Regions from separate parts of the Hordeum vulgare genome. Here region 1 is linked to region 2. A link is a contact called in public Hi-C data. All regions are on one chromosome and are shown on one strand. Each heading gives the region's core, a stretch centred on a gene start, on an enhancer-like site or on the middle of the called end of the contact. The rest is flanking DNA. Distances are from core to core; before and after follow the strand shown. Region 1 holds the start of LOC123408345 (general transcription and DNA repair factor IIH subunit TFB1-1-like). Region 2 holds the start of LOC123408803 (pentatricopeptide repeat-containing protein At4g16835, mitochondrial).

Evidence for each region. A called contact is a pair of places that touch in the nucleus more often than the background predicts.
Region 1: a Hi-C map of leaf shows a contact between it and region 2, with 3 times the contacts expected there. The contact joins the promoter of LOC123408345 here to the promoter of LOC123408803 in region 2. A contact is called at or near these places in 4 of 6 Hi-C or Micro-C datasets (leaf and seedling) and 1 of 1 datasets of contacts at active chromatin or transcription factors (embryo).

Annotation. Positions count from the first base shown.
Region 1 is chr7H:387,392,932-387,395,688 of MorexV3_pseudomolecules_assembly, reverse strand. It overlaps LOC123408345 (general transcription and DNA repair factor IIH subunit TFB1-1-like), which reads left to right and starts at 1,471. Exons shown (of 20, transcript XM_045101469.1): 1 at 1,471-1,958; 2 at 2,702-2,757. The coding sequence starts at 1,884.
Region 2 is chr7H:386,798,348-386,801,047 of MorexV3_pseudomolecules_assembly, reverse strand. It overlaps LOC123408803 (pentatricopeptide repeat-containing protein At4g16835, mitochondrial), which reads left to right and starts at 1,265. Exons shown (of 1, transcript XM_045101848.1): 1 at 1,265-2,700. The coding sequence starts at 1,427. It overlaps LOC123412222 (factor of DNA methylation 1-like), which reads left to right. Exons shown (of 8, transcript XM_045105163.1): 7 at 1-201; 8 at 320-756. The coding sequence ends at 544.

The DNA.
Region 1 (2,757 bases), core at 222-2,721, 590 kb before region 2:
TTTGAAAGATATGGTTTTTCTAAAAGCATTTGAATCTGTCCAAAAAGGAAAAAACATTACAAATATACGAACTGCAACATTGTGCAGCCATCTGCTAGCCGAGGCTTGGGCAAGTCAACTTTATCCTACGCTAACGGAAATTAGAGAGAAAACAAAAATATATATCATAAGATCAGAAAAATTATATTTTATATACATCGTACACTATGTTTTTATGTTTATAATTTTATGTGACATAAAATACTTTTTATGATGATTATAGTAATTTTTTACAATATTTTTTATTTATAAAATAAAACAAAAATTTATGGAATGTAAATTATGATGCATTGATGTTGAAATAAAAGGAGTAAATAATCCTATTGATCATCCATGGTGAAGAATGTTTATATATTTGATTAAACTTTATACATTTTGGCTTTCTAATATGGGGGCTGCTACACGTCCACCGGTGGATGTTTAATAAACATTCGCCACCTGGACGACCGTCCGATCTACACGGTTGGCCATTCGATCCGCGCGTGGGGCTTCGGTCGGGCACCCAGTAATTCCTGAAACGACGGTCGAGTTGCAGAAACAATCGATTTGTTGCAAAAAATAAACTTTGGACCCATTAATTCCTGAAACAACGGTCGAGTTCGAGAAACAATTGTTATGTTGCAGAATTCTTTTTTCCTTCGTCTTTCTGCAAACATACGTACTATTGTTGAAGAAAAATTTACAACAAAAGTCTTGTTGCAAAAATACTTCTGCAACAAAGATCAGGTTGCAGAAAAATTTACAACCCTTCGTGGTGCAGCTTGCCGCATGCGGAGGGCCGGCCGACGTCGGGGGCGAGCGGCCGACGGTGCGGGGTGAGTGGGGGAAGGGGGAGGGCCGGCTGGCATCGGGACATTGGGGCTGTAGCGGAGCCGCAAGCGGGCAGGGATGCGGCGACGCTCCGACGGCGCGGGGGCGACGGGAGGCGAGGTAGCTGGCCCCTTGGTCACGAGAGCTCGCCGACGGGGCCGGGAGCAGGCCGGGGAAAGAGGTCGGACGACGGCACATGACGAGACCGTGCGACGGTTGCCGGGGTGGATCTGGGCGTCAGCAGGGACTCGGTGCAGTGACGAGGTGGAGCTTCAGGCGACCATGGCAACGACAACAGCTCCGCGCGAGGGTTGCATGGCACCAGCCAAACGACGGACGAGGTCGACGGGGCTGATGCGAAGGCGCGGCGTGGAGCCCCAACTTCAGGACCGTTTCTGAAACAAGGATCCAGTTTCAGAAAACGGTTTGCGACTAGGTCGCTGCTTCGTTGGGCACGAGCACGGTCTTATCCATCAGATCAAGACAAATCAATGGATGAATGAACGATGAATGAATCGCACGGATCAACCGGTGGGAGGTAAGAGTTTTCCTTCTAATATGCGAGTGAATAAAAACGAAGAGAGTATAATCTCTTACATTTCCCTCACGCGGCCTACTCTTATTTACGGACTAGTGCCATCGCCTACCTACACGTTCGCTGGGCCTCCTTTTCCCCTCGCCGTCCTCAGACCGACGCGCACCGCCGCCTCCCATCAGCATCTCCTTACGCTGCCGCCGCCTAACTCTCTCCCTGTGCCGGAGGCCCAGCTCCCCGTAGCGTCTCGTGTTCCACCCCTTGAATGACTCCAGCCTCCGACTGCACGCGCGAAGCCCTCCTTCGAACTCGACATTGACACCGACCCCATCGGCACCGGCACTGGCGCCGGCGAGGCGAGGCGAGGCGACCAGCCGAGTGTCACTTCCTCGAATTCGTTCAGATCGTAACTAGGTCCTGACAGCGAACCCCTGTCTAGCTAGTTGCCTCGCCCTCTCCCTGCGCCGTTGAGAGCGAGGAGGAGGAGGAGGAGGAGGCGATGGGGACCATGACAATCGGTGCCAAGTACAAGGCCACGCTCAAGGACCGCGGCACCGGCGGCGTCCTCCGCATGGTGGGTCACATCCTCACTCGCCGTCTCCGTCCTCATCCCCACCCCATCCGAGACCCCCTTTAATTCAGGCACCTTGTATTGGTCTTGGTTCTGTTGGTTGGCTTGCGCTGGCGTTGCTTTTGCTGCTCGGTTGTCGGGGTGGGTTGCTCGGCAGGGGGTTTATCGGTGTTGAGGTACCCAACTGGTTGATCCCGAGCAGGTCTCTGGTTGGACGCAAAACGGAACAGATTGAAGGATGCTGCCGCTTAGGTCGGACGAGTGCGTGTGCCTGTGTTTTCCTCATTGTTGTATGTGTACCGCATCCAACCTTCGGTTTAGTCGAGGAACAGAGTAACTTTGATCCGCCGTAAGTTAGCATTGCGGTTGGAGCAAAAGGATTGTGTGTCAAACCCGGTGCCTCGTTTGCCTTTAGTGGGAGCCAATTTGTGCCCCGAGCAAGAACATCCAGTTTGTATAATGAAATTGGGGGCTAAACACAGGCTAGTATAAAAAACTCCGCTTGGGGCAGTTGTTTGGTCCGTGATTGCATTGTTTATATATGATGTTCCTAGTATTCTCATACTTGGTGCTGATGCAGCAAGGCGCAATGCTTCTTTGACTTAGTGGGTATTACTTTTGAATAGTCATCTCTGTATGTTTCAGCTGGTGTGAATCGTTCATTCCTTTCTTACAGCTGCTTGCAAGTCATTATAATGGGCTTCTTTGATCTAACTCATATTATTTCTTTGTTCTTGTAACTGCAGAGTGAAGATAAGTTCACATTTACCCCTAATGATCCACGCTCACTAATGAAGCTCAG
Region 2 (2,700 bases), core at 16-2,515:
GATCTGTTGGGCCCGCGTAGCAACATTGGAATCAAGAGGATGGGTCAGGTGGACGAGAAGCCGTTTGTTGAAGCTTGCAAGCCAAAGTATGGCGTGGAGGCGGACACAAAAGCTCTTGAATTATGCTCCATGTGGCAAGACAATATGAGGGATGCCAATTGGCACCCTTTTAAGATAGTGACTACAGGTGAAAAGTCTGAGGTACGAACGATCAATTGAGTGATTCTTATCTTGTGCCTTCTTGTCTTAAACAAACACTTGCTGACAAGTACGTACATGGTGCAATGATCAACGCTAACACGATGTGATGTGTCCCCAGCAAATCATCGACGGAGGCGACGAGAAGCTGGTGGGGTTGAAGGAGGAGCTGGGCGAAGAGGTTTACAAGGCTGTGACCACCGCGCTGGTGGAGATGAACGAGTACAATGCCAGCGGCAGCTACGTGGTCTCAGAGCTGTGGAACAACAAAGAGAACAGGAAGGCTAGCATGGGAGAAGTGGTGGAGCATATCCTCAAGCAGTGGAAGGCGAAACGTAAGAGGTGATAAATGTATCCTACTACATTCCTGCTACTCGAACAAGCTAAGGTTTTCATTTTGGGGATCGGAGAAGACTTCGCGACTGTGCCCTTGTAATAATGTTGGTGAACCTGCAAGCTATGTGCTGCTCAATCAGTCTGAGAGCAGTGATGTATCTCCCCTTTTATTCCATTCGGAGTTGCCAGACAATGGTCGCAATGAATCGTTTTTCTTCCTTATTATGATTGCTTCTTTTTTCTGCATTGGATCGTTTTATTGTCTTCCATGAGTGTTTTTTTTCCTTGTTGGGCTGTTGGCAGCTGGCATGAACGCGACCAGCCTTTTTGCTGTTGCGAGAAGCACCTGTGCTCTCCCCCGCACAAAAAAAAAAAAAAAAAGTGGAGCACTTGTGCTCTGAAGTTGGAAGACGTGGTTTAGCCTCAAAATTTCAATGCTTTTGTTTGTCCATGTGAGAATTTATTTGGCACATTTGGTTTTTCGTATAGGTGCCGATCGCATTCCGAGCGCCCGTTGCGCTGTCCCGCCCCCAGCTGTGGTTGCAGCTCATCCGCCCATGGTTGCAGCATCGGGTGCGCCGCTTCACAATGCCAGTCATTGCATCTACACGGGCGTGTTTATAGTCCCCAGTGCCCGTTATTCGCTATGAGATGTGTAAAGGTTACTTGTGCGAGTGAGAGGTCGATGCTAGCTTCGGCTGGTCGCCCGATTTAAATTATTACTTAACCAAAGGTAAAGGGGAAGGGAACAGCGCAGAGAGGGGTGAGGGTGTGGGATGGCGCAAAACAATTTCACCACAAGTAGGCAGGCGGTGCCCGCTTTCGCCTGCAGCTGCTCCCCGCCTCCCACTCTACTAGTCGCGTCCCACATGCCTGTCCGGGTGCAACACAGATGATCGGGCGCCGACTTCGTCTCGGTGTCCGTGCCCGCTCCCTCACCACGGCAGCCGTCTGGCGTGGCGACCTCGCCGGCGCCGCGGAGACCATCGCGGCCACCCCCCGCAAGACCACGGCCGACTACAACCGCCTCCTCGCGGGCTACGCGAGGGCGCCCGGCGGCCGCCTCACGGGCGCGCGCCACCTGTTCGGCCGAATCCCGCACCCCGACGTCGTCTCCTACAACACGCTCCTCTCCTGCCACTTCGCCGCCGGCGACGTCCGCGGCGCCCGGGAGCTCTTCTCCGCGATGCCGGGCAGGGACGTCGCGTCCTGGAACACCATGGTGTCCGGGCTGTCCCGGAACGGGGCCGTGGACGAGGCCAGTGCCTTGTTCCTGGCCATGCCTGCGAGGAACTCCGTCTCCTGGAACGCCATGGTTTCCGGGTTTGCCTCCGCTGGGGACATGGGCATGGCCGAGGACTGCTTTAGGGACGCGCCCCACAAGGAGGACCCCGTCCTTTGGACAGCCATGGTGTCAGGGTACATGGATGCTGGCCATGTGGACAAGGCAACGGAGTTCTTCCAAGGAATGCCGGTGAGGAACTTGGTTTCCTGGAATGCCATGGTTGCTGGCTACGTCAAAAACTCACGCGCGGATGACGCTTTGAAGGTGTTCAAGACGATAGTCAGGGATGCCGATGTTCGGCCGAACGAGTCAACGTTAAGTAGCGTGCTCCTTGGATGCAGCAACCTGTCTGCGCTGGGATTTGGGAGGCAGGTACATCAGTGGTGCACCAAGTTGCCGCTGAGTCGGAGAATAACCGTTGGCACGTCGCTCGTGAGCATGTACTGCAAGTGCGGCGACTTGGAGGGAGCGTGCAAGCTGTTCGGTGAGATGCGTACAAGGGATGTAATTGCATGGAATGCAATGATTTCAGGATATGCACAGCATGGCCATGGGCAGGAAGCTATCAAATTGTTTGAAAAGATGAAGGCTCTAGGTGTTAAGCCTAATTGGATTACTTTTGTGGTAGTGCTGACTGCTTGTATCCACACTGGATTTTGTGATTTTGGAATACAGTGTTTTGAGACAATGCAGGAAATCTATGGAGTCGAGCCCCGGGCTGATCATTACTCTTGCATGGTGGATCTCCTGTGCCGAGCCGGTTTGCTTGAAAGAGCTGTGTGCTTGATTAGCTCTATGCCTTTTGAGCCACATCCTTCTGCCTATGGCACTCTATTGGCTGCTTGTAGAGTTTATAAAAACTTGGAGTTTGCTGAGTTTGC